Linked DNA regions of Anas platyrhynchos: region 1 is linked to region 2. A link is a contact called in public Hi-C data. All regions are on one chromosome and are shown on one strand. The core of a region is the stretch at or near the end of the contact, and the rest is flanking DNA. Distances in the headings are between cores, read along the strand shown. Region 1 overlaps TTLL5 (tubulin tyrosine ligase like 5). Region 2 holds the start of IFT43 (intraflagellar transport 43).

Region 1 (5,108 bases), core at 1,903-4,402, 130 kb before region 2:
TGGTTGCACTTGAAGTCACATTACATGCATCCTTTTTCTCGCTGTTGTAGTCAAACTGTCCATGTAGTAGGTCATATTTAACAAGGACATGGCTCATTCCAGAAACACTATAAATCTTTATCCCTCTTTACAGGTTTGCAACTGTGAGGTATGACCAGGCATCCAAGAACATTAAAAACCAGTTTATGCATCTGACCAACTACAGTGTCAACAAGAAGAGTGGAGATTATGTCAGGTACTTGGCTGGAAAGTGGAACTTCTAGAGTTCCTTCTAGAGGGTGGGTTAATTTACCTAAATTGGTCTGAAGTTGGTACCAGCCCTCAGGGATAAGACTTGTGAAAGATAAGACTTGGTGTAAACTTGCTTCTTTTGCTTCTTTTAGCTGTGATGATCCTGAAGTAGAGGATTATGGAAACAAGTGGAGCATGAGTGCAATGCTGAGGTACTTAAAACAGGAGGGGAGAGACACTGCAGGTCAGTAGAGATCCTGTTGTTTTATTCCTTTATTGGATTTTAATCATCCCACTAGTGTGAATCCTAAGAAGTCAGGGAAGAGTCACAGGGAGTCCCATTTAGCATCAGAGCAGGGTGGAGGGAAGCATTGTTCTTTACAGCATACTCTCTAGAGCTGTGCACTTATTCTCTATCCTCAGAGATGAGTCCTATCCCCAGAGATAAGGCCTATCCCCTTCCCTTTTGCAAATAATATTCTGAAATTTTCTCAGGGTGTTTTTCTTAATATTTTTACCTACATTTCCCGTTTCTTAAGGTCATCCCATTCCTTCTAAAAGCTTCCCTCCCTCTACTGCTCCCATGGCCTGCTCAGTCTGATGAGTGACCAACCTCTGGAGAACTGTGCCAGTTTGAATGACTCTTGGATGTGGTGTCATCTTTCCATGGCTCAGGTTTTTGCTGAGTGTTTTCATTTCAGTCTGTGTTTCATACAAAGTTGCTCCCTCTTCCCCACCTTTGCCAGGTCTGCTGGGAGTAAATGCATATGCGGAGCAGAATCCAGGTATATCCTTTAAGGGATACATTACCTGTGATACTGAGCTTTCAGTTACACTACTGATAGCAGCTGAGCCCATCCTGCAAATGTTGCCAGGGAACACGTAAATGATGGAGGAAGGGGTTTGAATTTGGCTTTCAGGTGGAAGTAGACGTTTTCCCCATCATGTGTATGCATGGCTGGCCGATTACTTGTACCATACATTTTCAGTCAGCTCTGTAGATATAGCTATTAATATTGATAACTCCTGCTCCCTCACCCCTCAAGTACAAGACGTGTGCTCATAGGTAAACTGCTGAGCAATGCAAGGAGGTTGCTCTGTAACTGTCTGTCACAAGGCTTCTTGCACCTTTCTCTGATGCATCTGGTTCCGGTCATATGGAGGCAGAATGCTAGCTGGAAAGTGCTGGCCATGTCTGGACTGGCGAGTTTTTTTGTGCTCTGGGATGCTTATGTGCACTTAGACATCCCCATATTATGTTGCTTCCACTTAGTCTTCCTCTGGCACAGAAGTTCGCATCTGAATTTGCTTGCATGATCCTTTGTAATTATTCAGGCCCCTGCATGTCATCAGCTGAACATGAAAAATAGTAATTGTATGCCTAAATCGAACTCTCTAGTTAAGTGGTTTGTACTAGATGTTCTCTGGGACAGGGATTACCAAAGGTTTGCGTGGGTTTGCTGAGGTTTTGGTGTGTTTGCTTGTGTTGCCTTTGAGGGGTGGGAGAGGCTGCGCTATCATCCTTACTAATTTTTCAGACTATGGCTCCAGTGTTTACTCACTCCCTCTTCCTCTCACTTTTCTATTGCTTGTCCTTGAAAACAGAAACTAAGTGTGTTGTTCTTTCTATTGCATGACTCATCCCAAACCCAGTGTGGGATCCAGGTCTCTATCTAACGTGCATCTTTTCTTGCCCTTTGCTGCATGTCTCAGCTTCTTGTTCCTGAGCTCTGTTTAGGGGTTTATACAGGAGCCAGAGAGAGCTTCCTTACTGAAACTGGAGATTATCTGTAGGTCAGCAGGACAGGAAAATATCGCCGATTATATCATTTTGAAATAATTTGTAAATCATGGTTTGGGAACAGCTGCTTTAGAGGAAGGTGCAACATCACAGAACAGTTATATCATGGAAGTCCACAAGAAAAAATTTTGTACTTCAGTGGTTGTGGCTTATACCCTGTAGTTTAAGGGCTCACCTCACTAGCACGCTCTTGTTTAATCCTTCCTAATACTCTGAGTGGGTGGTGATCAGACTCCAGCTGACTTGTGCTGATGTGCTTGCCACATGTTTCTGCTTACTTGCACTGTACTTATTTTCTTATCATACTCATTTGTGAGCACTTTTGCAGTAGGATATTTATGCACGTACATGTTCCTGCTTGCATGGATTTCCAAACAAACATTGCTTTATCATCCATAGGCTCTCATGTGCTTTGATTCACAAAGGTATCTGTCCATATACATATACTCATGCTTTTCTAGATATCATGTGCTGCTTCACAATCTACTTTTTTTTCCCCCTTCCCTCCCCTCCTTGCAGCACTGATGGCCAATGTGGAAGACCTGATTATCAAGACTGTAGTTTCTGCTGAACTGGCGATTGCTACAGCTTGTAAGACTTTTCTTTCACATCGTGGCAGCTGTTTTGGTAAGGAACTAGGGACATGTTTGTTGACTGGCTCTTGAGTTCTGTTTGAAACTTCCATCTTTCCAGTGCTACATGGAGACTTGCATTTCATATTGCAAGGAAGCCTGATTCTGTGTTTTTTTCTCAGTATAGGCTTCTGAGGTTGGAGGATGTCGAATCACAATTGCCCCTGTGCCTGCACCATTCATTAGAGTTTCATGCTAGAAAAGGGGATGGTGAAAAGAGACTTGAAAGGGAATTGGAGAAGTGCTGGAAAGTTGAAGTAACTGACCCACTAGTGTCCTTGCAAAGGATGGCTGTGGATAATGAAATATCCCCTCAGAGCATTTCATACTGTGGGCAAGATGGCTCAATGCAGTTCTGAGTTAGAGCCCTACGTGGGTCTGAGGGTTAAGGAAGAAATGTGTAATGCAGTTCCTGGAATGACAGTGGTGGTAATGCCTCTTGGGCTTGTACTTGTGCAAGAGGACCGCATGGCGGCGTCAAAGCTTATTTCTGGCAGAAGCTGGATGCAGAGCTATGTGCTGGCAAAGGGATTTGAGAACTTGCTGGCAGCAGATGCTGGGAAGGGGTCCAGAAAGCAGCGGCTGGTACCAGAGTGTGCCTTCTCCTGCTTTCCAGTGGCTGCTTCCCAACCTTCCCTAAAGAGGCCTCCTCCTGCTCTTAGCTGCCCTCCGCTCACGTGGAAGCACGCACAAGGGAGGAGTCTTGGGGCAGGGGAAAAGAGTCTAGAATGTGTTTTGGTCAGTGCTTAAACCAAAGACCAAGCTTAGCTTAGGCTATTCTGTGTTTGGGTGTTGGGACTTCTGTTTAAACTAGCTGTGGCAGGTAAATCAATTTGTGTGGTCTTTGCGTTGCATTTGGGTGTTTATAGCCGTACAGCCTGCTACACTAACGTAACTGCTGTCCTCTTTGGATTCCCTGCGCTGATGAGTCATGGTCAAGTACCAAGGAGAGGCCACGGCTGATCAGCTACCTGCCAAATCAGCTACCTCTCAGTCCTTAGCTTCTCCTCAATGACTCTGCCTTTGTTCAAAGTTGGAAAACTGTAGCATACATGGGGGCTTGAGTTAGATGAGCTCTTTAGTGAAGTAATAGTTTAGCAGCTACTCCAGAAATATCAACAACTGGATTAAAAACAAAAACAACAAAAATCCTTCTTAACTGCCTCTTTTTTCATTCTCCCATTTTCCTCTCTGTCGTGTCTCTAGATTCCACTGAGCTGTGTATGTGGAAACTAATGTTCCTCATGTACTTTCTGCTGGGCCTGGCTCTGAGGTTATCCCACTTCCTGCTGCCTCCCCAGGGCTGCACTAACCACCCTCTCAAATGCTCCCCCACAAATAAACTGTTTTGTTCCATTTGTTTCAGTGTAAACATAAATTAAGAGCTTCCCAGGAAAGAGAGCTTAAGCAGGAGCCATACTGCTTCCCTAGGGAGCCTGAGGCATTCCCAGAGCTCTGTACTTTTTGCCACCTTCCCCCACGAAGAAGTGGTGGTCCTTATCCCAAGGATTTGAGCTGCCCTTGTCATGCTGTTTGGCTTGTTCTTCATCTCCTTGTCTTGTTCTGATGCCACTTTTAACCCTGTTGTAAAAAAATTAAAAAGGCAATTTTTCTAGTCAGAATGGCTGAGTTCAGCTGTTAACATGAGGAAGAAAACTGGGAATGAAGATTTCAAGGCAGCATGCAGAGGCTCCCAGGAGCCTTTTTCTTCATTCTAGGCTGTGAACAATGAAGCTGCATGTGTGTCCTGAGAGAGATTGATCACTTACAGAATATCTCAGACTTCTGAAACATGTTTCTGAGGTTCAGATACAGAAGTAGCTTTTATTTGAAAAGATTATAGAAAAACATGAGTAACTTAATGTGTATTCTGCTGTAGTCTTTATAATGCTGTTGTGGGAGATAGGACTATAGCACAATTACCACCTTCTTCCTAAAAATTAAATCAGAAATAATGTGTTTAGATTACACTGTCAACTTTATTTCTGTAACAGTTTAGATCTGTCATTGTGCTTCATTCTTTTCCCAAGTAAACTTTTTTTACGTAGTATACATTTCTTTTAGATTTGAGGGAAGAGACTCATGCCATGGCTTCTTCATGTTCTAAAACAAGACTGGTGAGACTGTCTGTATGGTTCCAGCTGCCCATGCTTGCCTAGAAAGTGAGAGTGGTAGGTCAGAATGATTCTTTTCTAATGTTAAAGTGTGGTACTGCTCAAAATTTGTGGAAAGATTGTAGTGAGTCCCCTTTTGGTTATGCAATGTTAGCTGTTTACTGCATTTTAGTAAAAATTGATTCTCAAAGGACTTGTGATGCTCACAAGTTTTGTTCTTTGAAAGTGCATCACAAAGTAGTGTAAGTACCATGTGCTTTTGTTGCAAGCTTGTTCGTACATTGATAATAGCAACATGAACTCAGGTCTTTATTTTTTTTCCCCCTTTGA
Region 2 (5,298 bases), core at 764-3,263:
ACTCACCGCGCCGAGCGCCGCTCACGACTTCCAGGAAGAGCTGGCAGCGCTCCGCGAGGAGAAGCGGCGGCGGGCGCCGTGCCTCGCCGCGCCGGGCTCCTTCCCCATGCGCCGCCCCGCGCCCCGCGGAGCCGGGAGCGCCCCGCCGCGCCGCGCCGCCGCACGTGTCAGCAGCAGCAGCAGCAGCAGCAGCAGCAGCAGCGGCCCGAGCCGCCCCGCCGCCGCCGCCGCCGCCGCGGGGGGAGAGCGGCGCCCGCCCCTCTCGCTGCACCATTCATGCCCCCGCCGCCACCGGCATCGCCCCGGCGGCACCGGCGGCACCAGCAGCGGCCGGGCTGCCCCCGCTGTCCCCCGGCCTGCCCTCCGCCGCGCACTGCCCCTCCGCCGGCCTCGCCGCCGCCGTTTTATACCTCCCTCCCATGACGTCCCCGGGACGGGGCACCGGGGGGGGAGCTCCAAGCCCGGCCTTCGCCCGCAGCACCGCGGCTACGGCGCTCCCCGCCCGGCCGCCCTCCGCCGCCCCCCACCCCGACCACCGCCCGCCGGGGCCCCCCGCACGGCCGGCGGCACCGGGCACCCCCCCCACCCCGAGCCCCGCGGCCGGGCCCCCCGGCGGCGGGGCGGCACCGGGCGCCCTCCGACGTGGCCGCCGCAGAAGCCGCGGCGGCGGAGTTCGGGCGCCCCCCGCTGGAGCCGGGCGGGGAGCGGCCGGGCCGAGCCCTTCGCGGTGGTCCCCGGGGGCGCCGCTCCCGTTAACCGAGGGAAAAGCGGCCGAAAGCGCCCCCCCGAGCTCCCCGGTGCGGCGTCTTGCCCTGGGGTGGCAGCCCCCAGCACCTGCCCCGCCGCCCTCCGAAAGGAGCCAGGAGACAAAATGTTGGCCCCCTGCCCACCCTGGGGCTGCCCAGAGAACTCGTCCGTCCTCTGCCCCTGCTCCACGGGGCCTCTCCGGGAGGTGGGATGTGTCCCTTGGCCTCACCTTCGCTTGGGGACCTCCTGGGGATGAGAGGTCTGGGGATTTGGGGTGGGTCAGGGGCTTCGTGCCCACTGGCTGCCTTCCCAAAGAAGCTGGGGGGTGAGTTGTGAAGGTGCGGGGCTGGAAACACCAGGGCATGCCTGGGGTCCTGCTGTGGGGGGAGCACAGCTCCGGGTGGAGACACCGAGTGTGGAAGAGGTGCGGTGGAAATCCACGGGGTGGCTGGGAACGCTGGGTTTGAGCAGCGTTCACACGCAGGCTGTGTGACCCTTCAGAGAGGAGACTGAAGGGCGAGCTGGACATGGCTTGTCTGTGCTTTGGGGGAGGTCAATTTGTGAAAACAGTTCCGCAGAAGACCGAGCAGACGAAGGTGGAACAAGGTCTGGTGGCTCCAAAGTGACTGCAGGGAAACCAAGACTGCAAATTCTGAGCACTGCCGTTAACTGTCCGTGGGATGGGGATGGGGATGGATGTTTCTAGTGCTCATGAGATGCTTCTGAGATGAATTCTGGATGCTTCTCCACTCTGGGAACTCCTCTATCCAACGCGTTACGTTGCTAAATGCGGTAGAACTGATTGCTTTGCACTGCAGCAATCCATTTGCTCCAGTGCCACATGGTGAGTTATTAGTTAAGATGGAGATAAGTGCAGGAATTATAAGAGATTATGAAAGGAGCTCCCCAATGGCTGGTCCTGGGCCCAGTTTTCATTAATGATCTTGGCACGCTGAAATGAATGTGCTAATGAAATTGGCTGTTTGTCCAAAGTCGGGAGGCTTTGTCAATACAGGGGAGGACTGGGATATCCTACAGGAGGGGGTGGTAATTCTGATGGCTGAGATGGAAAAAATGGGATGACGTTCAATAGCAGAAAATGCGAGATTATGCTGCTAATGGCTGCGAGCTGACTTTGCCCTTGTGGATTAACAGTGGGGTCTTACTGCTTGGGAACAGTAGCACAGAAGAAGGATGTGGGAGCAGTGCCGGTTCCAGTATCAGGCTGCTCACTTCCCGCTCACTGTGTTGGTCTTTGTAGGTTGTGAGGAGGTGGAAAAGAAGCTCCATGGTCTGACACACGCTGGAACCACTGCTGGTGGCTGCAAAGAGCAATCGCCAACAGTTTGCACATCTTGGACGTGCTGGGATCCAGCTGGGCTGAGGGAGAGCCTGACAGGGCTACCGAGCACGTGAGTATCAGAGGAAATATTTCACACTTGGCAACCCTGCTGGGGGTTTGTCAGTCTGAGCTGGGGCTGATGTAACTCGAACAGCGGCTGTTCTTGTGGAGATCAAGACAGGCCAAAGTGTGGGCCTTTTCTCTCCTTTCAGAGGGAGGAATCTCGTTTTTGAAACTTCACAACGGTAGGATATACTGGCCCAGAATCTGTGTGAGTAACAGAATATTCATAGTTTTTCCCCTCCACCAAAAACCCTGAGAGATGGAGTACGTATTTTCAAGTGCTTAGAGAAAAAAATGCAAAAAAAAAAAAAAAAATCAAAGTGAGGTGCTTGGAGCTGCTAGGGTGGTGCTAGGGTGGAGCAAGCTACCATTTGCTTGGCTCTTTGCTTCCCAGTGGGAGCTTAACATTTAGGGTGAACTGTCCTGTGCCAAAACCAGGAGTCTGGCCAGCTGCCTTGTGCGAAGGGTGAGGAAGAAAGGCGCAGCGCTCTGTGTCACTGCTTGCTCCTAGAGGTGCCCTGCATCCTATAAATTCTGCAGCTGACTGCGAGCTGCTTGACAAAACCTTTAGCTGCTCTGAATAAGGTTGTCATTGTTCGCTCCCACTGTAGTGCTACCATGTGGGCTTTCCACCATGGCTCTAGCTTTAACTGCACGTGTGTGCACTTGCTTTAAAAGTGGTCTAGGACCAGAAGCATGTGGCAATGCTCAGGCGTGATTGCTTTCCCAGGCTCTCCAGGCTTTCTCTTAGGCAGAAGGAGGACTAGACACAAGCTCTATTCATAGGTCCAGGCAAGAAGTAATCAACAGCAAAAGGTGCTAGCGGGGGACTCTTAGTCCTATTCTGTGTGATTGCATTTGGGTTGAAACCAGATGGATGGAGTCCATGCTTAGGTGTGAGAACTTGTATGTGAAAGGAATGCTTACGTAGTTCTTGCTGTTCAGAGCAGAGGGGGTGGCTGCACTTTGATTTATAGCGGGGACAAAACCGAACAAGTAAGGCAGGGTGAGAGTTGAGAATACACTGGAAAAGAGAAACCCAGCCACCACAGACCTAAGCTGAACAAAAAGCAAGTGCAGAAGGTGGTTTTAGACAGCCACGGAAGGAACAGAGGTTTGTCCTGTTCATTCTTTCTCCTTCTTGGTTGAGTAGGGGCTGGTCTAGGTCCAGGATCAAACACAGGGGGGAATTATGCTGCTCAGAATGAGTGACACCAACATTTAAAGCAAGTAAGACCCATTTTAACCACAGCACAGAACGAGGGATGAAAACTCTTTCTCCTCTGTTGCCTCCCCCAAGCAGGCAAAAACATATCAGCGCGGGTGACAAAGCCCATTCTGAGGAGTGGATGTGTCTGTGTGGGGACACGGAGAGGAGCAGGGCAGGAGGGATTTTAGGCTTCATTCTTTCTACATATCTGCTCTTCTCTCCCAGGGAGGATTTCTGAAGTCACAAGTCAAAGTTCTGGGGCAAGGCTCAGTTCTGCTACTGCTCAGCTGTTTTCTTTCCCGCGTGTGGCCTGTTTCCATCACCCTCCTTCAGTCAGCCTGAGGCTGGTGTCCCTGCAGTGGGCAGCACCCCGCGTCTCTGGGAGGGGCTGGGGTGTGCTGGTGGGGTCATGCCTGGGGTGGGGACCAGGGAGAGATCTCGAGGAGAGGGCTGGGAAGGGACAATTCGGGATGAGCCAACCCATGGGTCCTGCTGTTTTGTGATCTGTCAGCTCGAGGCGGCAGCCTCCTCTGCTCCTGCCCTTCCTCTGGTAGCAGCACCCCACCAGCCACCAGTTTGGGGTCCCAACTGCCCAGGGCCTGCTGCTTTAGCAGACGTTGCTGTGGGTACAATCACGCTGCTCAGGTGCCATTTGCTGAGCAAGAAGCCAGTTGTGATGGCACACCTTCACTCACACATCCCACAGTTGCTGGTGCGACCCGGGGCTGCAGTCTGGCCTGGGGATGCGGGGCCACATTCCCGTGTGGTAAAACACAGGGCTGGGGGAGCAGCGCCCGCTCCACGGACGGGCACCCGAACCCGTATAATCAAAGAAGAGCCGAATATCTGGAAGGTGATGATTTCGCACAGCCGGCTGCGGGGCTGCGGTGCCGGTTGGAGGCCGGTGGGAGGCCGGCGGGGCGGGGCGGCCCGGGCCGGAAACCCCGGCGGCGGCGGCGGCGGATGGAGGCCGAGCGGCAGCGGGCGGCGGCGCCGCGCCGGCCGGGGGTGAGCGGGGCCGGGGCTGGGAGCGGCCCCTTCGGCCGGAGCTGCCCCGTGGGTAACCGTGTGCTCCTCCCCTCTCTGCCGCAGGTGCCGAGGATGGGCCGCAGGGCACGCCAGGAGCTCCCCCCCGCTGAGAGCGGCAGCAGGAAGAGTTCCTCCTCTGCGTCTGCCGGAGAGGTGGGTGGCCCCCTCCCCGTGCAACCGGGGGTGTCTGCCGGCCCCGACCCGGCCCCACGGGGAGTCTCCCCTACGGGGTGCTTTGCCCGGTGGAGTTTATCCTGAGTCAGCACCCAAGAGGCAGCCCTGCCCCTTCCCCCTGCTGCCTTCCACACAGGCTCTTCCCTGCGGCTGTGGTTTCTCAGGTGCATGGAGAGTTGCACCAAGCAGCCCTGGGGCCTCTCCATCCCCTACATATCTCCCACGGGTATCAAAATAAGAGCAGAGTGATTGCTTTGTTACCACTTTTGCCTTCTTGGTGGTTACTACCACCATCCGTGGTAGTGAGGCAGAGTGCAGGTGAGCAGATGCCTTTCCTTTCAACTTCGCTTTTGCTGGAGCCAGAGTACAGCTCCTGGTGGTCACCATCAGGTTTGTACAGCAACATTATTTTTCCTTCCGTCCATGCACAGCCACAAAGGTCATGCTAGGAGCCAGCTTTGCAGCATGAGACTTTGTCTCATGGGCAGTCATGTGCAAACTCAGTTCCTGCTTGGCTCTGGAGAAAGACTTGTGTTCAGGTTCTGTTCTGTCAGCACCTCTTTGGAAAACAGCAGGCTGTAAAGAACCCCTCTTTCACAGGGGGGTGAAGCAACATCCTAGAATACCCAGAAAGATAAGATCTGAACCCTTTTGATTCACTTTCTTGCTTAATGCTGCAGAATCCTTAAACCCTGGAAGTTTGCTCTCTGTTGCTCTCCACAGGCATCTCCTG

What was found. A called contact is a pair of places that touch in the nucleus more often than the background predicts.
Region 1: a contact with region 2 is called in a Hi-C map of subcutaneous adipose tissue, with 2.8 times the contacts expected there. The contact joins the enhancer-like site here to the promoter of IFT43 in region 2. A contact is called at or near these places in 7 of 8 Hi-C or Micro-C datasets (F1 follicle, F5 follicle, liver and 3 more).

Annotation. Positions count from the first base shown.
Region 1 is chr5:23,970,860-23,975,967 of IASCAAS_PekinDuck_T2T, reverse strand. TTLL5 (tubulin tyrosine ligase like 5) reads left to right here. Exons shown (of 33, transcript XM_038180219.2): 9 at 134-235; 10 at 384-475; 11 at 2,552-2,659. Among named protein-coding and RNA genes, the nearest start is that of TTLL5, 24 kb to the left of the region's middle. Within about 2 kb of position 3,152, at least 4 of the 8 cell types and tissues checked have an H3K27ac peak or open chromatin away from gene starts, as enhancers often do. A contact at or near this core is called in subcutaneous adipose tissue, where this site is marked.
Region 2 is chr5:23,840,896-23,846,193 of IASCAAS_PekinDuck_T2T, reverse strand. IFT43 (intraflagellar transport 43) reads left to right here and starts at 2,013. Exons shown (of 10, transcript XM_072038439.1): 1 at 2,013-2,159; 2 at 4,455-4,544. The coding sequence starts at 4,464. TGFB3 (transforming growth factor beta 3) reads right to left here and starts at 459. Exons shown (of 7, transcript XM_038180222.2): 1 at 1-459. The coding sequence starts at 274.